Regions from separate parts of the Oryzias latipes genome. Here region 1 is linked to region 2. Evidence: chromatin contacts called from public Hi-C data. All regions are on one chromosome and are shown on one strand. The core of a region is the stretch at or near the end of the contact, and the rest is flanking DNA. Distances in the headings are between cores, read along the strand shown. Region 1 holds the start of LOC101166581 (calsyntenin-2). Region 2 overlaps LOC101166581 (calsyntenin-2).

Evidence for each region. A called contact is a pair of places that touch in the nucleus more often than the background predicts.
Region 1: a contact with region 2 is called in a Hi-C map of gastrula embryo, with 1.8 times the contacts expected there. The contact joins the promoter of LOC101166581 here to the enhancer-like site in region 2. A contact is called at or near these places in 3 of 5 Hi-C or Micro-C datasets (embryo and gastrula embryo).

The regions. Positions count from the first base shown.
Region 1 is chr17:21,494,026-21,499,893 of ASM223467v1, forward strand. LOC101166581 (calsyntenin-2) reads right to left here and starts at 1,840. Exons shown (of 18, transcript XM_011486645.3): 1 at 1,625-1,840. The coding sequence starts at 1,829. It overlaps nmnat3 (nicotinamide/nicotinic acid mononucleotide adenylyltransferase 3), which reads left to right and starts at 3,240. Exons shown (of 5, transcript XM_011486648.3): 1 at 3,240-3,323; 2 at 3,951-4,096. The coding sequence starts at 3,982.
Region 2 is chr17:21,365,121-21,370,775 of ASM223467v1, forward strand. It overlaps LOC101166581 (calsyntenin-2), which reads right to left. Exons shown (of 18, transcript XM_011486645.3): 10 at 5,468-5,630. Among protein-coding and RNA genes, the nearest start is that of LOC101156850, 99 kb to the left of the region's middle. Within about 2 kb of position 3,536, at least 1 of the 8 cell types and tissues checked has an H3K27ac peak or open chromatin away from gene starts, as enhancers often do. A contact at or near this core is called in gastrula embryo, where this site is marked.

The sequences.
Region 1 (5,868 bases), core at 590-3,089, 130 kb after region 2:
GCGGCTTGCCATAGTAATTTGCATGTCACACTTAGAAGCTTTTTTCAAAAGCATTTGTGCATCTGCCCCTGATTCACAACAGCATAATGAAAACACCAAAACATCTTTTCATTGGAGTGATTCTTTAATTTAGCACCACCTTGAGTGGAAAAAAAAACATTGAAGAATATTATTTGGTATTAACAAAGCATGAAGGGGTTAATCCGTCATCTGTTTGTCTTTGTTTTCAAGCACAAGAGGTCATTTTTTTACCTCACTAGCCATGCTTACCTTTCTGTAGTCCTAAAATACATTTTTCACAAATAAAGACATGGAAAGATTTAAAATTCTAAAGAAAAAAAACAATGGCACAAGTCTACACTGTTGCAAAACCAAGTTCTGTTTACTCAGTTCGAAAAAAAAAAAACGGAAAAAAAGAAACTCCAAAGTCTCAACAGCAAATAGCCCTTTCATTAAGCTTTCTCTCTTGCTCTTGGCGACATGTTGGATTTCTATAAACAGTAAAAATAATGATAATGTTTGCCGGAGTGCAGACAGCCAGCCAGCCTGGCGCTCTCACTCCAGAGACCCAATTAATAGCACTGTAAACCCCAGTTCTTCTTCATTGGCAACACCAGTCCCTGTTTGTGTGTTTACGTGTGCGAGTGAGGGAGTAAGACAGACAGAAATAAGACGAAAAGGGGCATCACAGAGTGAGGGTGTGATTAAAAATCAGCACTCTGCCCATGGCCGCCCTCCCAGAGACCTGCTCAATACATGCACAAATCGATAGATAACCAACCAATCGCGAACGCTCAACAGAAGTATCTCAGCCTTACACATGTATTGTTAATGAAAGATTTCAAAGATCAGAAGGGAGACATTTTGACTGTTTGCTATCTAAGACCATGTTAGAGCTGGGAGGAAGTTATTCATTCATTAAGCCCATAACAGAAAAAAATCACAACAGTTCGGTTACATTTTCCAATTTAACTGAAAGTTTCTCCTTTCAAAAGACCTGATATTTGTTACGATCAAATGTCTGAGATCCCAAATGTAACAAAACATTCAAGAAGTTAATGTTTATTTTTCTAGGTCTTTAGTTTTTCCACTGATAAAGAGCAAAAATTATTACATCCTTCAACTTCCTGGAAATGCTTTTTTTTTTAAGTTGTTTCTAAGACATCCACACTCTAAATTCCCAAATGAATCTCTACTGATTATTATTGATAGCTGATCTAATACCAAACATAACAAGAATGATCTTCTTTTTGCTACAGCTCTCATAAGCAGTGTGACTTACTACATGTTTGTACTTAAAATTATCAGATAATAAATAAACTCAATGAACAGGCATAAAAAATCAAACCATCACTCTAATTAAATACTTTTTGGTTTTTATTCCTTGATCATAACTAACCTCATTATTAGAATAATGTCAAAGAAAAAAGCATATTATCAATGCTCTAAATCTTTAAGAACTGAAAGAAAAATCTCCGAATAATAACATCAAAGAAAGAATCAGCCAAGTTCTTGCACAAATCTAGTTGCTCTTCGATCCAACTTCTGCAACTGCAACGTTTAAAATAAAAATGCAAATGATATACTTAAAAAAATAGTTTTGGCCTTATCTTCTTTTTCCTACCTTTTCCTGCCAGAGCGCAGGAGTGGCCCCAGAACAGCCAGAAAAGCACAAACGGGAACCCGCGTGTCTTCATGTTGTTGCGATGTCTCTCCGTCTCCTGCTCGCCTCCAAATCCTGGCTCTCCCACGGAGCACGAACGCTTCTCAGCTGGCCACGCACGCCAGGGACCGTGGGCAGGTCGAGAGACAGTCACTGAGACAGTCATCGAAAAGAGAGAGACTGACACCCGCTGACGTTTACCCAGCGTCAACTAGACTTCCTTTCCGGAATTGTTTTTTCAAAATAAAACTCTTATTAGAGAGGATGTTTCCCCAGTTTCGATAAAGACAAAACGACAGGCCTCGTCTGCATAGGGGGGAAATAAAAACAATCTATACGATATTGCATTTATTATATCTGCTTGAAATATGTTTTGTTCGACGATTGATACATCTGTGGAGTTTTAATTTGACAAGCAAAGTCCTTCTCATTGGTGAAAGTCTGAATCTGTTGGGCTGACTTGACGATGCAGAGAAAAATTACCTGGGGTGGACAAATGACCTGTTTGAGCCAAAGACTGAGTAAAATACCAACCAAATAATACTGATAAAAAAAAGAATGCAAAATGGTTTTCTCCTTACTTAGAAGCAAACTCATTTTAATGAATGTAATACTAAAAACAGCTGTGGCAGTGATCTGTACCCTAATTAACGTGATTAATAGTGCTACTGTACTTTACACAAGCACATTTTAATGATTGTATTCAATATTAAATAAATGCTATTGAAATACCTAATTATCTTACTCTTCTGGTGTTAACAGTGTGTAAATAAAAAAGACTACTACTACTATTCAAAGAGAAAAATCACATAATTTTGAAGACTAATTAACATAAAGCACACAAGCTGACAATAAAGGTAGTCATATTTATTTACAGTTGTTTACTGAACCTCAGGGCAGAGACACAGGAAGCTATGACGTTGAAAGCTGATTTTCTTTTTTTAAATGTTTCAGAACTTTGAATTTTCTTTTGTTTTTGTACTTTCTAAGACATTAGTTGAGCAGCAGGCACTTACATGTGCTACGTCATTCCCAAAAAATATATATCTGTTTCACAAGACCCACAAATCTTGTCAATGTGAACAATTAATATTTATGGTTTTTTTCTGCTAGTATTGTTTATACTGCCACTATAATAATATCATGATCCACAACGCAAAATTTTTTGCTCTAATTACACATGCATATTTTTTTAATGGGAAAAGTTACATTTAGACCATGGAATATTATATAATATATATTTACTTACTAAACTATATTTACTTACTTATTAACCTTTAAAATGATTAATGTACCTCTTTGGAAATGTAGAGGTAATTTAAAAAAAATTCTGTCTCGTTTTTGTTTGCAGTTTCTTGATTAAATAAACACACTGATGAATATATTTTTTTAATCATTATTTCTGCCCCAGTTTGAAAGTCACTGCATTATTTGTGGTCCTTTATTCTGGTCTCTATAACCCATTTACATTGTTTAGTGTTCTAAAAATTCACTCAAATGACTCAATTTAGAACCATGGAGAGCTCCCTTTGCACAAATTTTGAATTTCTATCCACCAGGGGTCGCACTTTAGCAACACGTTCCCAGCGGAACCATCGACGGAAAGCTTGAACTCGGGGAGGCATATGCATGTGACGCACTAACCAAATGCACCAAGAAGGTAATCAAATCACAAAATCATATTACATTTTGATTGAAGTGGATTGAAGAGTCAGAGTAATGGTAGCTTAAAGTGTTGATTCCACTGATTTAGTCAGATTAATTTGTCATTTTGTAATATAGTTTTGTGAGCTAATCGCTAAAGCACCCCGTTAGTCAGACGCAGCTGGTTTAGGTTAACACTACAGGTTTAACATATATGATTTTTTTAAAATTGGGTATTGCTATTATCTTTTTAAGATTTTTTTTACAGGAATTTCCTGGCTGTTCGTTTGATTATTTCTACCTCCCGTAAAACGTACTGTACTAGTACTACAACATTAGCTTCCCCTGTATACCAAAAGCCTTTAGTATTAATGTTTGAATTTTGTTTCCTGACACGCAGATGCATATCTATGTTTATGTGTTTCTCTGTCAGCCTTGTCACGTGATCATAATAAAATTCAGACTGTAGCTGCTGCATTCAGACTGTTCCAGATGACAGTTTATTCTTTTCAAATGAGACAGCTGCTATTTAACATAAAAATATCTGATTGGTTTGATTTTCTGCATCTTCTCTGAATATTTCTGATGTATGCGGCTCTCTGAACTATAACATTATTGAGACAAGTTTTGTCTTTCCTTTCAGGTTTATTAACCAAGGAGTGGGAGGGTTAGTCATGATGGTCACCCGCCGTGTTCCTCTGGTTTTGTTAGCCTGCGGCTCTTTTAATCCAATCACTAACCAGCATATGAGGCTGTTTGAGCTGGCCAGAGACCATCTGCACGCCACAGGTCAGACTCAGAGGTCACAAAGATCTGATGAGGGGCTTGTGTGTTTTAATCAGTCTTTCCAATCAATCTCCTGTCAGATCTATTATATTATTTTATTTATAAAATTCTATAAAACGCTTAATTTTTAAAAATACATTGTATCAAAAGTGCATAATAGTGCAAACACTTTTTTAGTATTAAAAAATACTGAATGTTTTTCCTTTATTCACTTACTCAGTGTTTGAATCAGGCTCTTCTGTTCTTGTCAAATGAACAAGAAAGCAATAATGATTTTTTTAAGGCAAATTAGAGAAGATAAAGCACAAAAAAAAAATATTATTTAGGACTTATATGGTTGGTACTTATCAAAGTTGAAGTGATAGAATTGTTTATGCAGTATGAAGTTGTAAAAGTAATCAAATTAATTCACAATATGGTTTGTTGCACAGAAAATTAAATATTTAAACAACATTAATTGTTTGTATATTAGCACCGATGGGATTACAAGACCCAAAGACTAAAAGAAAAGACAGAAAACAACAACAAAAACATCAAATATATGAAAACCTCTAATGCAGAAACCATGAGTTCTGGAAAAAATGAGCCAAAAAAAGTTTTGAACTCAAAGTCACAAGTCTATCTTCCTTATAATAAATACATCAATTTTTACCTATTTACATGATGTTTTCATAATACATCATCCTACAATTGCTTACTTTATTCTTATAGCCTAATATAACAACAATAGTCATCTCATTGGGATTCATATCAGTAATTGTATAAGAACATGAAATAATAATGAACAGAAAGTCACACAATTCAATTGGTAATTGCTAAACTAAACAGATTAGGCTAAACTGGGCATCCCTGCCGTTAGACCCTCCTTCTCGGGGTCCGGTTGACCCAAACCTTTGGCATTTAGATTGTTTTTGCCTCTTTGTAAAAAACAGTCTCAATGTGTGTATGTTTACTTCCTTTCCTTTCAGAAGATTGATTTAATAATTATGGTTCGTGTTCTGTTGTGAGAACAATCGGAACATCTAAACAACAAGTGTCTTATTTGTTTGCCTCATTCTGACACAGACTTGCTCCAGACATGATCCTCTTCAGAAAATTGTTTATCCCCCGAGGATGTATGAAGACGAAAGTTAACCACATAAGAAAAGCAGCTTTTTTGCCGAAACATTCAAAATTGTGATCTAAAAATCAGTCTATAAAAAGGGGCTTCGTTTTGCTTTAATTTCTGACTATGGAGCAACAAAAAAAAGCCATTCTGCCTGAAAACCCTGATTTATTTGGTGCGGAAAGACTGAGCATTCCTCCAGAAGCAGTCTCTTTGAGTCTCATACTTTAGACTAAACTTTTTCTGTGTGGAGGGCTGCACACACCACAGAAAAGGATTCTAGGCTTTGTGCCTTGTTGTGTATTTTCAGGAGGCACCGTCTCAGGAACATCTACATCCTTAAGCTACTCTGGCTTTTTCCCCATGATCCTAACAGCAGCATCCTAACATAAGAAACATGATGCTACTGAGCCAGTTCCCCCATTCTGAGATGCTTTGTTCTTCCACGCAACACAGTAACTCTTCTATGAGCTAAATTATTGTTTTCGATTGACCAATTCAATAAATCTCATCACGATCAGCGGTGTTAAATCTCAGTTGGAAAAAAAAACGTGTTCTTTTGGATTGATTTAAATGGGTGATATCACACAACATCAGTGATGCTATATTCACAGATTAATATTTCATTTTTTTTCCCCCCGCCTGTCATGACCCAGAAAAACTGCATTAA
Region 2 (5,655 bases), core at 2,286-4,785:
AACTATAGACTTTAAAATATAAACACATGCGGGCTACAGTAGATTTCCATCCGAGTTAAGACCAAGCTTTACCTCAAATGTTGTGCTCTAGGTGCAGCCAAAAATAAATGTCTTTTTTTTCCTGCATGCAAACCGCAGTGCTTGAGGACTCATTTCTTGTGTACATAGGATTGGAGCTGAGTCTCTGAAGCTCTGACTGATTGTAACTCTTTCATATAGAATCCTTAATGTGCCTAAAGGACCTGCCAGTTAGCCCTGAGGTGCCGTTTCCACCAGTTTTTAAATTTAAGCGTGTCATTTCTACTAAATCAACATGTCAGCTCTACTTATGAAGACCATTTCTATAAGTGAGCCTTACATTTAGCTCTCTACATTTTATAATCTCATTTAGTTTTTACTGAGAATTTTTTTTGTATATTTTGTAAATACATTTTAAAGCAGGACAAATATGAGAATGACACATTTTTTGACTAGTCCCCAAAAATATCAAGACATTCAGCAGATTTATCACAATCAGGTATAAATAATACATGTATTTGTCCTTGATTTTTAAAAATCTCATAAAAACAACAGAGAAACAGATTCATATCCAGATTGTCAAAAGTGTTCTTCAGTGTTTAATTTCATTTTTTTAAAATAATTAATCTAAAAATGTACTCGGATTTATGTTATGAAATTAAAGCAGAGACTGGGGAAACTGAAAATGAGTCTTCTCAAGTTCTTCTGTAGCTCCACTATAAGATGGCTTGATTCAGTTGTGTTTCTATATTTCAGGCATCTGAATGTAATTTGTTCAACAGTGCTAAGATTGGGCTCAGCAGCATCGCCTGAACCCTGAAATCGTTCCAGCCTCTGGACTGCTGTCCACAGAGCAGAACCACAGACAGAAACAGCAAATGATGTCAGTCTCAGATGTGTCCGTGTGAAGAGCGCAGCACTGTAAACATGTAGAGCTGAGTCTATCCTGTTAAGCAAACACTCTCCAGTCTCTACAAACCATTAAAACATTTTTGATAATAATTTCCTTATTTCTCTGCTATTCATGCAAAGATTTATGTACAAAAGCTTTTTATTTTATTTACAACAGCATGTACTATTTACATGTAGCTCTTCCGGATAGATACCAGGCTTTTGTTCCATAATATTACACATTTGTCATATATATGTATCTGAAAAGGTCACATTTATTACCACTGCACCTACAGCACATATACAACATTTGCACTGAGTGAATGCTATAATAAAATCCAAGTAAAACAGATGAAAATGCAGCCTAGACTTCTGCACAGATGAGCAGTGTAGTAAAATAATTACTACAGATGGCTAGAAGACGATAATAAATCATGTGGATGCAGATTAAAGACCTAGTCATTTTAATTATTGTGTTTCCTGAATAAAATTGAAACTTAAACTTTATTTTACTTGTAAAGCATTATGAATATTTTTTTATACTAATATAAATGTCTAGTTTAAATTTTCTGCATATTATATTTGTGTATCAGTGTTTTGCAAGAAGCAGTAGTGTACCTCTAAAGCCACAGACACACCAGGCATGTGTGTCTGTAAAAAACGTGCTTTTTTCCCCTGAAAACTCAGTTTTTTTGTATCTCAAACTAACATTGTTGTGAGCAAAAACTTAACAAATCACCCAACGTATTAATGATGCAAAAAACTATGTTTTGTGTGTTAAACATTTTGTAGTGTATTCATGAAAAGCATTTTGAAGACTTAAAGAATGGGGGCAATTAAAAACAGTTTTACAGTATAAAATTTTACAGTTTATAAAATTGTAATGATTTTTGTTTTGATGCAAATAAATGAAATAAAGATCTAATAACTGAATAACAAAACCTTTTTATTTAAGAATTTAACCATTTTGAAGGCTTAATGTCTCGCATTAACCAGAGAGGGGAAAAATAAAAAAAAAAGAATAAAATCAAAGGATCTTTTTTTATTATTGTCTCGGTGAAAATAAGAAAAATATTGTAAAGTTTAGGAGGCCCAAGCTAGCTGCCTCCCCACGCCACAGCAGCTTTGTCTGGCCTCTCGCTGAAAGCCGTTGAAACTCAAAGCCCCTGACGCGTAAATTGCATTTGGTGTGAACGAGCAGGCTGAGAGCGCGCAGCAAAAAATAATAAAATAAAGAATCTGCCACATCATTTGAGAGTGGGCTCTTTTGACTCCCTACCAGGCAGTGATTTTTAAAATAGCTGCTGTCAAGCATGACTCATCACTTAAACGTATCATAATGTCTTTGAACTGGCTGCCAGTGCAAAACTTGTTTTTTATTAAAATTCTGATTCTATGGAAACTATGGAACCATTTCCCACTGGCAATAAGAGGTTACACTCTTGGAGAGTTTTAAAAAAGAATCGTTCCTCAATTGTAGTGCTTTAGCATGTGCCTAGTACTGTTATTACGTTGGTTTATGTGCCTTAAATAGTTATTTTTCTTTTTTTTTATGTTTTCTGACTGTGTAATGTTCTTTGTTAGTTTTTTTCTCTGTGTTTGGGCCTCCTTGGATGGTGGTGGAAAGTGCTTTGAAAATAATTAATGAATGAATGCATGAATAAATAATTAATGCTATCTATATCTCATAAATTAATTTATATTACTAAATGTTCTTTCTGGATTTCATCGAAAGGTTAAAAAATCATCTTCATTTGAATAAACTAAATTTTCTGACTTTACAGAGTTAATTTTAAATGCCACATTTATTTGCTGAGCTATTAAACTTTTTCAAGGGAAGGTCAAAAGCAGAGAAAACTTTATTTATCATCACATAGATTAAGTATTCACAACAAAAAACTGTGTAGTTGTGGAACAGGTCTGGATGATGATGTAAGGGCGTGTTGGATCAGATAATAGCTTTTTTTCCATTGAACATCACTGAAGAGCATGCAGAGAGATGGCTCTGAGTGAAATTATGACATTGATCCAGTCTGCTCTCCTGATCAATGTCTTCCCAGCCTGATCAGGAAGCGATAAGTCAAGCTGTCGAGGCTTCAAGCACAGCGCAGACCGCTCTTTTCTTACTTAAGTGTGTGCCGCAGCAAGCTAAGAAGAAGCACATCGAGCTTCTTTATTTTGATTGATGCCTTTCATTTCCTCCATAAAATCCTCTGTGCTTTTTATGCCCACACATGTGCTTCTTCTTCTTCTTCACTGAATTATCTGAAATACTCCCGCCCGCTCTAAAATCACACACATTTTCTGTTCAAACTCCATGACGATTATTGCAGAAAACTGCTTAAAGCAAAAAAAAGCGCTTATCTTGTTCCTGTTAACCTACTCAGGACGAAGTGCCGACTTCCTTTAGCTCTTAGAGCAGGGAGAGTATTGAGGGAGAGTGTTTTTTACCCGCATGTCTCATTATGTTGTTGATTGTGAGGAAAAGAGGAGAGAGAAATGGCAGACTCAGGCCATTAGCTTTCGCGCTAATGGCCTGCAAAGTTATCAGTTGCAGCTTAGTGAAGCTTAAAGCGGCTTCATTGGGATGTAATAGCTGGCAAACTTGTCCTCTATTCACTTCTGCTAATCCTTCCTTCAGGGCTTTCTCTCGCAATCAGGGATTCATAGAAAGAGGAGTGCGAGAGGGACATGTGAGCCATGGAGGAAAACGATGACAACAAAAAGAAAAATTGCAATCAAGCGGAGGATGGGAGGACATGTAGGCTGCATCTGAAAAGTTGTCATGACCGACGTTCACCGGTGCCATGAGCATTTTATAGTGGAGCAGATCTTCATTTTTGGCTTATGAAGCACTTTGATGCAATTACTCAAGTAATAAACATGGCTGCATTTACTCCACTGCAGTCACTACTGGCTTTCGTCTCCAGCTGTTGGAGCTAACACACAGAATTTCCTGTTGATACCCCCCCCAACTTCAAAGAAGAAGCACTCACAGCCCCGGGGAATAAATCCTAATCCTTTTATTGGTTTGAACAGTGACTCTCCTGCTTTCTCCTCCTCGTTCTGTTTGGGATTCAAATGTAATTTTCAACATCTACCGGCAGTTGTCCTTATTTATTGGTTCAATTTCTCTCTTTGGAATATATTGTGTTGTTACCAATTTTGAGACCGGACCCAAGTGCCTACTTTAAAAAGAAGCTCATTATGATTCATCAGCGGGACTTCCTCAGATTAGGTGGATTTCTTGGAGTGTCATTTAAAAAATATGCTCTAAAATGTGCAATCAAAACTAACAAAGATGGTTAAATTTTCATTTAACCATTTAAATTTTTCATTTAAAAATGAAAATTTAACCATTATTGTTAGTTTTGATTGCATATTTTAGATCATATTTTTTAAATTAATCATTTAAAATTCGATCATCTTTACAACTTAAAAAATGTAGCCATTAATCATTTATATAATTTAAATCAAAATATTAAAATCATTTAAAATTCGATCATCTTTTGATCTATTTTTAGCATTCTCAGTGGTCTTTTAATTTTGATCATGCTGTTTTTAGCCAAAGTAGAAAAAAAGGCCACAAAGCTAAATCAGGGTCAGGAAGGCTTGGGTCAATAACGGGTTTGGGAGCATCAGAGAAACAAAAAGAATAGTCAGGATCCAGGCGCGATTCGGGGCAGGCGGCAAGCAAACGCAGTCAGAGACGAAACAGGGTCAGGAAAGAGAAGATCAGTTCTAGATAGAGTGGCACAAACAATACTTTAAGCCTCAATGCAGTGCTCAAGTATACAGTGAATGATTGCACATGAAAGTCAGATATGTGGCATCCAGAAACTGTGCGCTGGGGTTGCTGGGAAATGAAGTGCATTAAGAACTCTGGAGAGTGTTCCCGCCGGTGACCAGAGGGGGAGACAGAGCTGTGACTTCTGACAGTTTTCTAGGACATAGTTTTTGCAGAGCAGCAGTAGTTCATTAGAAATTCACCTCTGGGTTTTCGGCAGGACTGTTGATGCAGAGTAAACCCACGCCACTTCCCTTCATCCATCTGTTTACAGACTGTCCCACTAGCTTACAGCTCCTCACAACCCCAACCTAATATTACCTGTGCAGCAAAATTGCAATATTGGTGCTATCCAGCCAGAGTTTTGAGCCAGATGTCGGCTCCGACGAAGAAAATGAAGACGTTGTATCAGAGCAGGGAGATTGTTGCCTACTCAGTGTATTTCTGACATAACAAATACAATCTTTTTCAATTCACAATTCACAATTTGAATAAAGAAAAACTCAGAAATTCAGTTTAAGCTTCATTTTCATTATTTATGTTCTCCATTAAAACAAAACTATACAAGAACATTAAAAACATCATTCTCATCAGAGTGGGTCTTTAAGCCAAAAGAGCAGGGTTGAAAATTTGCAGCAGTCAGATTTAGTTAGAGCTGCAAACAGCACACCTTGAAGCAACTGCAGCTGGAGTTTCATGTCTTATTTGATCCTATTTGATCTATGGATTCTGCTTCCAGAAAAAAAAAAGCCATCACAAGCTGGCACTGACCTTGCCAGCAGGCGCCTACAGTCAGCTGTGTATCAATCTTTGAGGCATGGATCGGCCAGTCATCCGTCACCAGGTAGGGCTCATAGGTCACGCCATCCACAAAAAGAGTCACCGCAGGAAATTCCACATTGATTACATAATAGTGCCACTCCTTGTCACAGATCTGCAAAGCAGGAAGAAAAATCAAC